4 separate regions of the Mus musculus genome follow, and regions 2, 3 and 4 are each linked to region 1. A link is a contact called in public HiChIP or PLAC-seq and promoter capture Hi-C data. All regions are on one chromosome and are shown on one strand. The core of a region is the stretch at or near the end of the contact, and the rest is flanking DNA. Distances in the headings are between cores, read along the strand shown. Region 1 holds the start of Cyb5r3 (cytochrome b5 reductase 3). Region 2 holds the start of Srebf2 (sterol regulatory element binding factor 2). Region 3 holds the start of Polr3h (polymerase (RNA) III (DNA directed) polypeptide H). Region 4 holds the start of Snu13 (SNU13 homolog, small nuclear ribonucleoprotein (U4/U6.U5)).

The links. Promoter capture Hi-C pulls out the DNA fragments that hold promoters and counts their contacts. HiChIP or PLAC-seq counts read pairs in DNA pulled down with a chosen protein or histone mark. Capture Hi-C pulls out chosen DNA fragments and counts their contacts.
Region 2: a promoter capture Hi-C map of embryonic stem cells shows a contact between it and region 1, with 4 times the contacts expected there. The contact joins the promoter of Srebf2 here to the promoter of Cyb5r3 in region 1. A contact is called at or near these places in 2 of 39 promoter capture datasets (embryonic stem cells and pre-B cells), 1 of 484 Hi-C or Micro-C datasets (B cells) and 4 of 115 datasets of contacts at active chromatin or transcription factors (embryonic stem cells, extraembryonic endoderm stem cells, large pre-B cells and 1 more).
Region 3: a contact with region 1 is called in a promoter capture Hi-C map of liver, with 2.1 times the contacts expected there. The contact joins the promoter of Polr3h here to the promoter of Cyb5r3 in region 1. A contact is called at or near these places in 1 of 39 promoter capture datasets (pre-B cells) and 1 of 9 other capture datasets (liver).
Region 4: a contact with region 1 is called in an H3K27ac HiChIP or PLAC-seq map of large pre-B cells, with 2.8 times the contacts expected there. The contact joins the promoter of Snu13 here to the promoter of Cyb5r3 in region 1. A contact is called at or near these places in 2 of 39 promoter capture datasets (liver and pre-B cells) and 1 of 115 datasets of contacts at active chromatin or transcription factors (large pre-B cells).

The regions. Positions count from the first base shown.
Region 1 is chr15:83,170,766-83,173,465 of GRCm38.p6, forward strand. Cyb5r3 (cytochrome b5 reductase 3) reads right to left here and starts at 1,418. Exons shown (of 9, transcript NM_029787.3): 1 at 1,347-1,418. The coding sequence starts at 1,367.
Region 2 is chr15:82,145,828-82,148,568 of GRCm38.p6, forward strand. Srebf2 (sterol regulatory element binding factor 2) reads left to right here and starts at 1,442. Exons shown (of 19, transcript NM_033218.1): 1 at 1,442-1,663. The coding sequence starts at 1,576.
Region 3 is chr15:81,924,950-81,927,649 of GRCm38.p6, forward strand. It overlaps Polr3h (polymerase (RNA) III (DNA directed) polypeptide H), which reads right to left and starts at 1,264. Exons shown (of 6, transcript NM_030229.4): 1 at 837-1,264. The coding sequence starts at 947.
Region 4 is chr15:82,046,207-82,048,906 of GRCm38.p6, forward strand. It overlaps Snu13 (SNU13 homolog, small nuclear ribonucleoprotein (U4/U6.U5)), which reads right to left and starts at 1,392. Exons shown (of 3, transcript NM_011482.4): 1 at 1,281-1,392. The coding sequence starts at 1,283.

The DNA.
Region 1 (2,700 bases), core at 168-2,667:
ATGAATTGATGGAAAAGCCAGGTGCTGGGGTACCACCAACATGGTCCAAAAGGTAAGGAGAACCTGGGAATCAGGGGGAAGATAAGGGATCATGGGCAGTCTCTGGGAAAACTGGTCAGAATGTCATTATGGGGTGTTGTCACTCTGGGGTTTGTTTTGTTTTTTTTTGCCTTGGGCCAGAATGCTCCTTAGATGGTCCATACTGGACTGGTCACTCTCGCAAGAGCAAATGCCATGGCAAGAAGGCTGTCTTCACTAGGAGCCCTGAATCTTGCAGAGAGGAGAGAGGGCACCCTCCAAGACAGGCGCTGGCCTATTCTTGTCATACCCAAAGAGCTGGACACCTCAAGGGTATGTTTGTGTAACTGAGACTGGTCACAGTTCACATGGATGCTCTTAAGAAATCAGGGAGGAGCTGGACGGTGGTGGCCCACACCTTTAATCTGGCACTGGAGAGGCAGAGGCAAGTGGATCTCTGTGAGTTTGAGGGCAGCCTGGTCTACAGTGCATTCCAGGGCTACATTGAGAAACCCTGTCTCAAAAAAGAAAAAAAAAAAGAAAAAAAAGGAAATGAGGAGAGTGAGCTCTAGGATTGTGGAAGGGGCCTTGGTCGATCCAGTAACAGTGAGAGAGCAGATTTATAGACGTTAGACGGTCCCAGCATCCTCAGTGCCCTGGGCTGATGGCCAAGTCTAAGTGACACTTCTTTAGTGACAGTGCAGCTCTGTGAGTAACAAGAATGGCCAGGGCTTTTCTAGGTGACAGCTGGAAAGATCCTGGCCAACTACTGCCTTGTTTATGGCAAGAAGATGCACCCAACCCCTGTAGGGACACCCTACACATTTCTCCCATACACACACGCACCCCAAAGTACTCTTCCTGCCAGCTCACTCGTGTCCACTATTCAGGCCTGCATGTCTTCACACCCACACTCTCATTTCTCACACACGCCGCTGTCGGTTCCTCCACGCACACACCAGTGCACCTACGGTTCACACTTCACGTTCCCATTTACAAAAACCCTCGCACCTTTCACATCCCCCACGGGCGCAGGCACTTCAACTTTCTCACACTCACAAGTCACGCCCACTCAGGCGGGCGCGCACGTCACTCATTCCCTATTCTCATTCGCGCACACCCAACAGGGTCCTCAATGTCCACCCCGCGCTCGGGGCTCCCCCTTGGCCTGAGGCCGGGCCAGAGTGGCGCGGCCACTAGCCAGGGCGTGAGTCACGGTCTGCAAGGGGCCGGGTGGGGCGCGGGGCTCGTGAACCGGTGCTGGGCGCCCCGGATCGTACGGTATCCCCACGGTGCAAGCCTGGGGACCCCAGACCCATGCCGCCTACCGTGCTCAGCTGGGCCCCCATGGTGGCGAAGAAGAGACGGTGGCCTCACGCACGGTTCTACACCCGCTACTCAGCCGGCCGCTCCCCCAACAACCCGCCTCGGTCTCAACACCTCGGAGGCGGGGACGCCCTGCGGAGCCAGTCAGGAGCGCGGAGGTGGGCGGATAGGGGGCGGAGACTCCCAGTGTCCCCGCCCACTTCCGCTTGTGAAGACGGGAGTGCGCGCTGAGTGGCTGACGGCGCTGCACGGAAGAGGCTCGGCGAGAGACTGGCTACTGTGGCGCCTCTGTGTGGCTTCGGGAGGTAGCTTGTGGCTTCTGGGCCTGTTTTGTCCTGGTGAAGAGAACAAGATGTCGCCCCCGTGATGGGCTCTCAAATCCTGAGCCTTCGGTCCTGGGAGCCTGCCGGAGCTGATTGTGCTGGCCAGGGCTCTACCCGCTCACGGGGCGTGTTGCCAACACCGCTGGCTACAGAGTTCAGGCTACAGCCCTGCCCTGCCCCATTTTCAAGCCTGCGAACCAGTCGTTCCTTCCTGAACAAATCTCCAAACGTACTGAGGCCAGTTCCGGATTAAAGTTCAGGTGTCACCTCTTTAGCTAGGCCAGCTCTGGCCCTGTGCTCCCTCCAAGGGACGCCACTAGTGCAGAACGGTCTTTGTAGCGCTTCAGTTATCCTGCCTGTTTATTCACGATGCTCTGCGCCCACGTACCCATTCCACTAGATGGTGGGGCTTCCCCAAGCCAGGAGTCTGCAGTCAGTTCTCTGTGTACCCGGACCTCAGAACAGAGCCTATCACATACTCTATAAACACTCGTATGTCCCTGGCATTCCGGAGTTTTCTTCAACCTGGTCCTGGCCAGATAGGGAATGGAAGACTGCTCTGAGAGCGGCAGAGTGAGGAAGAGACTTGCTGCCTAAAAATTGAGAACTATTAACCAAACTCTTCAATACCGGAACACTTGATGACCCAAGCGTTCAATACCGGAAGAGGCAGGTGGATCTGTGAGTGTTCCAGGCTACACGGTGAGACTGCTAGTTACTTTTCTGTTGCTGTGGTAAAACACCATGACCGAAGGCAACTTTAGGGAAGATGGAGTTTATTGTGTCTCACAGTTCCAGGAGGATAAGAGCCCATTATAGCTGGAAGGCATGGCCGGCCACAAGCAGCAGGAAAACCTGGCTCGGGGAGAAGGATGCTGAGAGATAACACTGTACCTTAAGTGGGAACCTGAGAGAGAGCTGGAAGTGGGGCCAGGCTATAGGCTCTCAAAGCCACCCCAGGCACATTTCTTCATCCAGCAAGACCACACACCTCCGTACCTCCCCACAAACCATCACAAATTGGGGACTAAAC
Region 2 (2,741 bases), core at 192-2,691, 1.0 Mb before region 1:
AAAAATTCAGGCCACTCTGGACAGCTTCCCCAACCCCACCTAGAAACCCTGTCTCTTGCTCAGTTCTTTGCTATTTCTTGTCCCCCAGCAGAGGCGCCTCTCCCAGTAAATCTCTCCTGTGAGACTTGTTGTGATGTGACTTTGTGGGTATTCCCAGGCGCCTGATTGCCAGGATCTTTTTCCCTCTCAGAGCTGCAATACCTTCACTGGAGACCCTTTCCCCCTCAGAGCCTGCTGGAACACTTCATCCCAGAAGTTAAGAGCTGTTTGCTTGCCACGGAAATCAAATAAATGTGACAATGACAACTGTGGTCTTGTGCTGTTTTAAAGATGACAAACCAGGCTTATCAGCAAACAGTTGCTTAGCCAGCCCAGGAGCAGGAAGTGGCTTATTGGATATGCAGGTCTCCCCACAGAGCCTTCAGCTCTGACCCCCTAAGAACAACTGCCTCAGACTCACAAGAAGCTCTTCCTATGTATGCCATGAAAACCTTCTTCCTCTCAGTATACACTTAGGTCCTTTCTCAGATGTCCATTCCAGCATTTCTTTTTTTTAACGATGCCCTGATATTCTACTGTTTGGAGGTAATTTATGTACCTGATGCCTTACTGTGTTACTGTTTTCCCGTTAGAGAACTTTGTGATGAATGTCTTTGAATACATGTACTTAATAGCATTCCTCGGAACACTAATCTTTTTGTTTCTTCGGATAAGTTCTTGGAAGCGTGCACCTTTGTGTGCAGTGTGACCGACTACCTGTAAGATGATGCAGTGAGGTGACTGCAGGAGTGGGGCCTCACCTGGAGAGACCATTGAACAAATGACCTTGTCTGAAGGCCTTAGAATGATCGAGGTTTCCCAAAATTGAGGGCCAGTTGTAAAATGTTCACAATACTCAGGTGATCTCAAGACCCTGTTAAGTCTCGGATGGGATAAGTGTGACTTAGGGTCTGGATAGCCTATCCCAGAATGTTAGGGTACTATGATTCTACCCAGAGCTAGGGGGAGGGAAGAGGCAACTGGGGAGATGACGTAATGTGCTCCTAGAGTAAAGGGGGCGGTGGTAGAAGGTAGCGCCGGACAGCGGTGCGTTAACCCTTCTATTTCCGGGCTCTCGACAAAGTTGCTCCTGGAGCTGATCCAACGGAAAAGTAGCGGCTCCTTTAAGCCAGAAGAAGGCTGGGACGAGGACCCGGCGGCTACTCTCCGCTGGCGCTTGGATGCCGTGAGGGGCGGAGTCCCGCTATGCAAATCTGAGCTGCTGATCGATGACGCACCATCACCCCATGAGCCGCTTCGCGCGCCGATTGGCTAATGCAAGCCTGGTCCCATTGACAACAAACTTGGGGGTGCGGAGGCTCGGGGCGGGGCTGCAGTGGGCGCGGCCCGGGGCGGGGGAATTCTGCCCCGCCCCTTCCGTGGAGTCGGGGCGCAGCTCAAACATGGCGGCGGTTGGCACGGGGCGGTGAGGCGGTACCAGGTGGGGGCTGTCGGGTGTCATGGGCGGTGGCGGCGGTACCGCCTCCGCGTCTCCCTGAGCTGGACCTCACGGGGGACTCTGCGCCAAGCTGGGCGATGGATGAGAGCAGCGAGCTGGGCGTTCTGGAGACCATGGAGACCCTCACGGAGCTGGGCGATGAGCTGACTCTCGGGGACATCGACGGTGAGTGGCGGCGGCTGGGTGGGAGTGCGGGGGGCGCGCGGGGAGGAAGGGGTTACGGCGGCGCTCGCGGGTGCGCGTGCGCCCACCCCGCGATCGCCCCGGCGTGCGCGGGAAGGAACCCGCGGGGGCCGGGCTGCCCGGGAGGTTCCCAGTTCTTCTGGCTCCAGAGTCTGAGCCCGGGTCGTGACGCAGGGCTCCCGGTGGCTGAGGAGTCGTGGGCGCCGCGGGGCCCGAAGCGGGGCTGGGGGCGTCGCGAGTGCCGCCAGAGGAGAAAGCGAGGCGGCTGCCTCCCTCGCGCGCCCACACGCGCTCTGGTTTGTCCGGTCTTCGCCGGCGTCCCGCGTCGCACCTGTCACTCCCTGCCTGGCCACTGGAGCGGCTTCGGGATTTCCCGGACTGCGCTCCCGGGCTCGGCTCCCCCACGCCCCCGCTCTTTTCGGGATTGACTGACAGCCGGGTCTGCGGGCGCTCTGGAAAACTTTGGGCAACAGCTGCAAAAAGCAAGTTACTGATGGAGTGGACAGAGACCGCAGAGTGCGGCGGCCTTGGATGGAGACCCGGGCGCTCCTGCTGTCGCACTGCAAAGGGAGTTGAGCAGCAAGAATTTTGAGTTGTGGCCCCTCGGGTACAGACTAGGGAGCTGGTGGCCTTTGTTTCGGCGGCCTTAACAGCGAAGTGGAAGAACTGGTAGGAGCCCAGGGAACCTCTCTTAAAATTCTCTCACTTTTCAGCCACGGGAAGGAAGGTTTGGAGAGGGTCCCAGACTTGCCCGCGGTCATCATGCTGGTTAACAAAGCCCAGTTCTTTCTGTTTCTGAGCCACTATTAGTTTCTTTCCACTCCACCTTTAAGAAAAATAGGCTAGTAATTAAGTCATTCTCAGTAGTCAGGGCTCTTCTGAAGTTCTCAGTCCCAAATACTTTGCGTTAGTTCATTTATTCAATCCCGCTGAATTGGGTATCGCTCAGTTTTGCCGGAGGTGTCGTTTAAGGTCACTTACTTTAGAGAGTCCAGAACTCCTAGGCAGTGACTCAGTTTATGGAATGTTACTACACCTAGAATCTAGAACCTTGCAGGCA
Region 3 (2,700 bases), core at 14-2,513, 1.2 Mb before region 1:
AGTCCGAGAAGGCCCCTGTAGTCATAGAAAGGGAAACACAGTAACCAAATGAATACAAGAAAGGGGCTACTGAGCTGGCTCAGCCGGTACAGCTGCCTCCCTCTAAAGCTGAAAGCTGAGTTCAATTCTAGAGACCCGCACGCTTATCCTCTCACCTCTACTCTCACACTGTGGGCAACACAGATAACACAAACCGAGGCCCAGAGAGGGTGACTTGGCCAAGACAACACAGTAATTGAACGAGGAAACAGGCATATTCCAGTTTCTGTTTTACAAACCCATTTTGTACACACGCTCTCTCCGTTTTGTTTTCTGGCAATCCTGAGAACCGAACCAGTGACTCCGCGAATGTCAAGCAAATTCAAGCACTGTTCAGCATCCTGATGCTTTTTGTTTCTTTTGAGGCAGGGTTTCTCCGTTGTAGCCTTGGCTGTTCTAGCACTCCCTCTGTAGACCAGGCTGGCCTCGAATTCACAGAAATCCGCCTGCTTCTGCCTCCTGAGTTATGGGATTAAAGGCATGCGCTACCGCCAGCAGCTTCGGTGCTTTTAATTTGTCTGAGTCAAGGGCTAACTATATTGCCCACGCTGGCCTCGAACACAGGATCGTCAAAAAGCCTCAATAGCCAAGAAGCTCGGATTACGGGTGTGCACTACCTCGCCCGGCCCATTTACTCCCTTGTGTACACGTTGTCACCCAAGTCTGGTTTATAAGGATGCGAAGGAAAAAAACCCCGACATGAAGTTAAGTGTGCAAGGCCAAGGGTGAACCAGGCGATAGCCAGACTAGCAGTGGGACCGGTAGGGACACTGCCGGGCAGCCCGAGGGCCCAGTACCTTGTTGGCCAATTTCTTGTTCAGCTCCTCAGCAATGGAATCGTTGAGTTTCCGCTCAAACTGCCACGGGGGTATGCGCACGGTGTCCACCATCTCCACCAGCACGAACATCCTGCGCTAGGGCTCTGGAGACCGGAGAGGCTGCCAAGCACGGGGGCCTGCGAGCTGTGATGGGGTGGGGGGGACCCGAGCCTCCTCCGTCCCTTCTCAGCCTCTGACAAGCCAAACCTGCAGCCGAGCTGCGCGGGAGGGCCTGGGCTCCAATTCTGGAAGCTACGCTCGTCTCCCGGAGGAAACTGAGGCCCGCTCCCGCCAGCCTTGGAGGAGCGCCGGCTCCCCGTCCCCGGATGCCACCCTGGCCTCGTTCCGTCCGCACCACGCGCGGGAGCCACGCGCGTCCAGCAACGCTGCGCTTGCCAAACCAAATCAACTCAGCTTCCGGAAAACTGACCAATAAGAAGCATCTGCCCGCCCCTGCGGGTCGCAGAGCTTCGCGAGGCTCCCGTGAGGGGCGGGGCCGGAAGGTGGGCGGGGCCGCCAGCACTCTCCCGCAAGTGAGAGAAGAGGGGCGGGGTAGAGTGCCGAAAGGGCGGGGCCCCATCCTGAAGCAAGCCAACCCCGGGCCCCTGAGAGAGTCTGGTTGCTAGGCGACAAGTCTGCACTTCAAGCCTGATTGTCTTTCTTTTGCACAACAGCCAGATAGACCCTTTGAAAATACAAATTTAACACGTTCAAAATAGTCTTTACTCCAGACAAAGTACCCAAGAGAGTGGGCAGAAAAGGGTCGCCGGGCCTTCCTGGATGATGTCATTTTAAGTGGTGCATTTGATGGATATGCTCACCAAAGCTCAGCACACAAAGCTTAAACAGCTGAAACAGACTCACGCTTGTAATACCAGCGCAAGAGAGGGTGAGGCTGGACAATCACTGCAAGTTCAAGACCAGCCTGAGTTACCAAATGAGATCCTGTGGCCGGGCAGTGCTGGCGCACGCCTTTAATCCCAGCATTTGGGAGGCAGAGGCAGGCGAATTTCTGAATTCGAGGCCAGCTTGGTCTACAGAGTGAGTTCCAGGACAGCCAGGGCTACACAGAAAAACTCTGTCTCGAAAAACCAAAAAGAAACAAAAAACAAAAAACACAGATCAGCTACATAGTGAATTCAAGTCTAGCCTGAGGTACAAAAGACTTTTTGTTTGTTTGAGACTCTTTCTAAAAAGAAAAAGGGGGGTGCCTAACAATGATGGTGACACACGTCTTTAATCCTAGCACTTGGGAGGCAGAGGCAAACGGATCTCAGAGTTTGAGGCCAGCCCAGTCTACAGAGCAAGTTTCTGGACAACCAGGACTGAACAGAATAATCCTGTCTCAAAAAAACAAAATAGAAAAATTTTCTTGCTGCACACTTTTAATCCCAGCAGTTGGGAGGGGCAGAGACTGTCAAATTTCTGAGAGTTAAGACAAACCTGGTCTACCAAGAGAGTACAAGATAGTCAAGGCTATACAGAACACACTCCCTCCCCCACCCAAAAAAAAAATGAGGAGAAAAAAAATAAGGCATTTTGGGCTGGGCGTTGATGGCACACACCTTTCATCCAAACAATTAGAATGCAGAGGCAGGAGGATCTCTCTGAATTCGAATTTGAGGCCAGCCTGGTCTACAAAGCAAGCTGCAGGACAGACAGGGCTACACAGAGAAACCCAGTCTCATAACACATGTAAGACAACAGTGTGCCTTTCTAGAAACAAAGTATTTCAGGGAATTGACAGGAGAGGTAAGAATTGATTAGCAATGATCTTCATAATATCAGTAAGTAACTTGTTTTACATTTCTATGTATATGAAGTGTTTTGCCTGCATCTGTGT
Region 4 (2,700 bases), core at 142-2,641, 1.1 Mb before region 1:
TAGAGAAACGTTACTGCAAGCAGTACATCTGCTATGGCAGCAGCCTCCTGGTCTAATCAGGAGGATCCAAGAATGATGACTGACCAGCCTTGGTGTAGTGGCACACACCTGTAAGCCCAGCATTCTGGAGGCCGGCCAAGGCAGGGAGATCTCATGTCCAAAGCCAGAACTCGCCCGTCCTTAAGCGATGCATGTTTGTACTCCGCCTGCTACAAGCGACCCGTTGTCCCCACTTCCCAGCCTAGACAAACTGCTGCAGAGTTCACCAAGAGCACCGCACTTCAAAACTCTTCCCTGGTTCAACACTGGCTCAGCCACTCTCTCTCTCTCAAACTCTAGACTCGGTCAGTAGTTGCTAAACCTCAGGGGTGGGAGCACGAAAACAAAGCCGACCACCCAAGGGCTGGATGAAATCGCACCAGGCCTGAAAGGGCTCAGCCAAACGGAGCCCTGTACACCATCACAAAGTGGAGACGCTCAAACGCTATCATCCCACGTGGGGCTACCAGGACCACGGATTTCTGAAGGCGTCGGTCGCTCTCATGGTGGGAGCCTTTCCTGAGCTTCCTTCACATTCCATGTGACCCCAAATTTAAAAAAGGAGGCGAGGGTGGGGTGGTGGTGGTTACCTAGTCCGGAGGGCGCGATGGTACGCGCCTTTAATCCCAGCACTGGTGAGGCAGATCTCTTGAGAGCTCAAGGCCAGCTTAGTTTACAGAGTTCCAAGGCCAACCAGGGCTCCATGAGCCCCTAAAAACAAACTAAACCAAAAAGCGCCCCCGAATTCCCTAAGTCTTAGTTCCCGACAGACCCTGGCTGCGGACCCCACGGCGATCCCCTTCCTCAACCCCGGGAGTGGAGAAGACGTGGGTAGTGAGTGCCTCGCATCCCGGGATTTCACCTCATCCCCCAGTGTTTAAAAAGAAAAGAGAAAGAAAACGAGAAGGAGAACAGACGGGCTTCCACACGCGTTCACCATCCCACGTGGGGCGCTCATTTTCCCACGCTGCGCCATGCCTGTCCCCTCGCCGCGGCCTCTGGGCACGCCCACGGCTGCAAAGCCCACCGGGCCGCAGCGACCTGGGACCTCAGCTGCCCGGGATCTCCACTCCGCCGCCCCAGGAACGACCTCGCGGGCCGCCGGAGTTCCAGCCCCGGGCCTGGAGGTCGGCCATCTCGGGGCGGGCGACATGTCGCACGCGCTCCACCTCCCCCAAGACGCAGCGAACAGGGCCCGCGGCCCGCGCTCCCCGTGCTTGCGGCCCGCCGCGCTCACTCACCATGGCTGCGGTGCGCCGGTCTCGCCGCGACTCGACGACAGCCCAACTCAAGAGGGACTGAAACGCCGCGCAGGAAAAAGGAGCGGAAATCACTTCAGAAGCGGCAGGAAGCGGAAGTGACGCCACAGAGCGCGCGCAATGACGGCGTCCCGCCCCCTTCCCGGAAGAAGAGAGTGCTGAAGTCATCTTTGGATGTGGGAGATGCGTTTTTTCAGATTTTATTAGCGTTCTAGTTAGGATCGGCAAAAGATTGTGAATAAACCACTCGGGAAGTGGCACACTAGTACAACGGGTTGTGAGGGTTGCCATTTCATAACCAGGCTTTTTTTTTTTTTTCGAGACAGGGTTTCTCTGTGCAGCCCTGGCTGTCCTGGAACTCGCTTTGTAGACCAGGCTGCCCTCGAACTCAGAAATCCACCTGCCTCTGCCTCCCAAGTGCAGGGATTAAAGGCATGCGCCACCACGCCAGGCTTTTTTTTTTTTTTTTTTTTTTTTTTTTTTTCTGAGTACATAGTGTACCCTTTTCAAAACCATCCTCTCAGGCGGAGGTTGATTTCTACAATTAGCTGGAATAATGCAGTGGTTGTGAGTCTCTTGGGGAGTGTGTGTCAAAAGACCCTTTCCCAGGGGCCGCCGAAGACCATCGGAAGACACGATTCATAACAGTAGCAAGATTACAGTTATGAAGTAGCAACGAAAGTAATTTTATGGTTGGGGGTCACCACAACATGAACTGTATTAAAGAGCTGCAGCAATGGGTAGGTCAAGAGCCATTGGACTAGGGGGCTAGTTAGTGAATGACAGGGAGGTTGTGTTTGGAGTAATTATGTAGGACACCTGCTTCCTTCTTCTGAGCATCTTGCCCCTTTCTTAGTGATGCACCAAAACTTCGTTATGAAAGGATAAACTCAAGTCTAGCGCTCCCTCCCATGAGCTCTTCCGTGATCCTCGTGGCTTCTCAGTCTTTTCCAACATGATGCCAAACACATCTTGGGGCTATTTGGATCTAGCCCAGACCCCACCATTAGAGCCAATTTCAGCTCATTGTGTCACAACTGTAGAGCTGAGAACTGGGAGGACCTTTAAGAGCCTTACAAAATAGTTCCTCATTTTTACAGATGAGAACAAAGTGTAAAGAAGGGAAGCCTGCCCACTGTCAGGAATCAAACAGTGGCAAAGCTAAAACCGGACCTTGAGATTTTTAGCATTGGGGGTCAGGCAACCACATGGATTCAAACTGCCAACAGGAGGGAACATTTCTAGAGACTGGCGAGATGCCTCCCTGGTTCAGCACACTGGCTGCTCTTCTATAGGATATGGGTTCAATTCCCAACACCCACATGGCAACTGACAACACTTGTGACTCCAGTTACAGAAAGATTCAACTGCCTCTTCTAGCATCCATGGGCACTGTGATGCA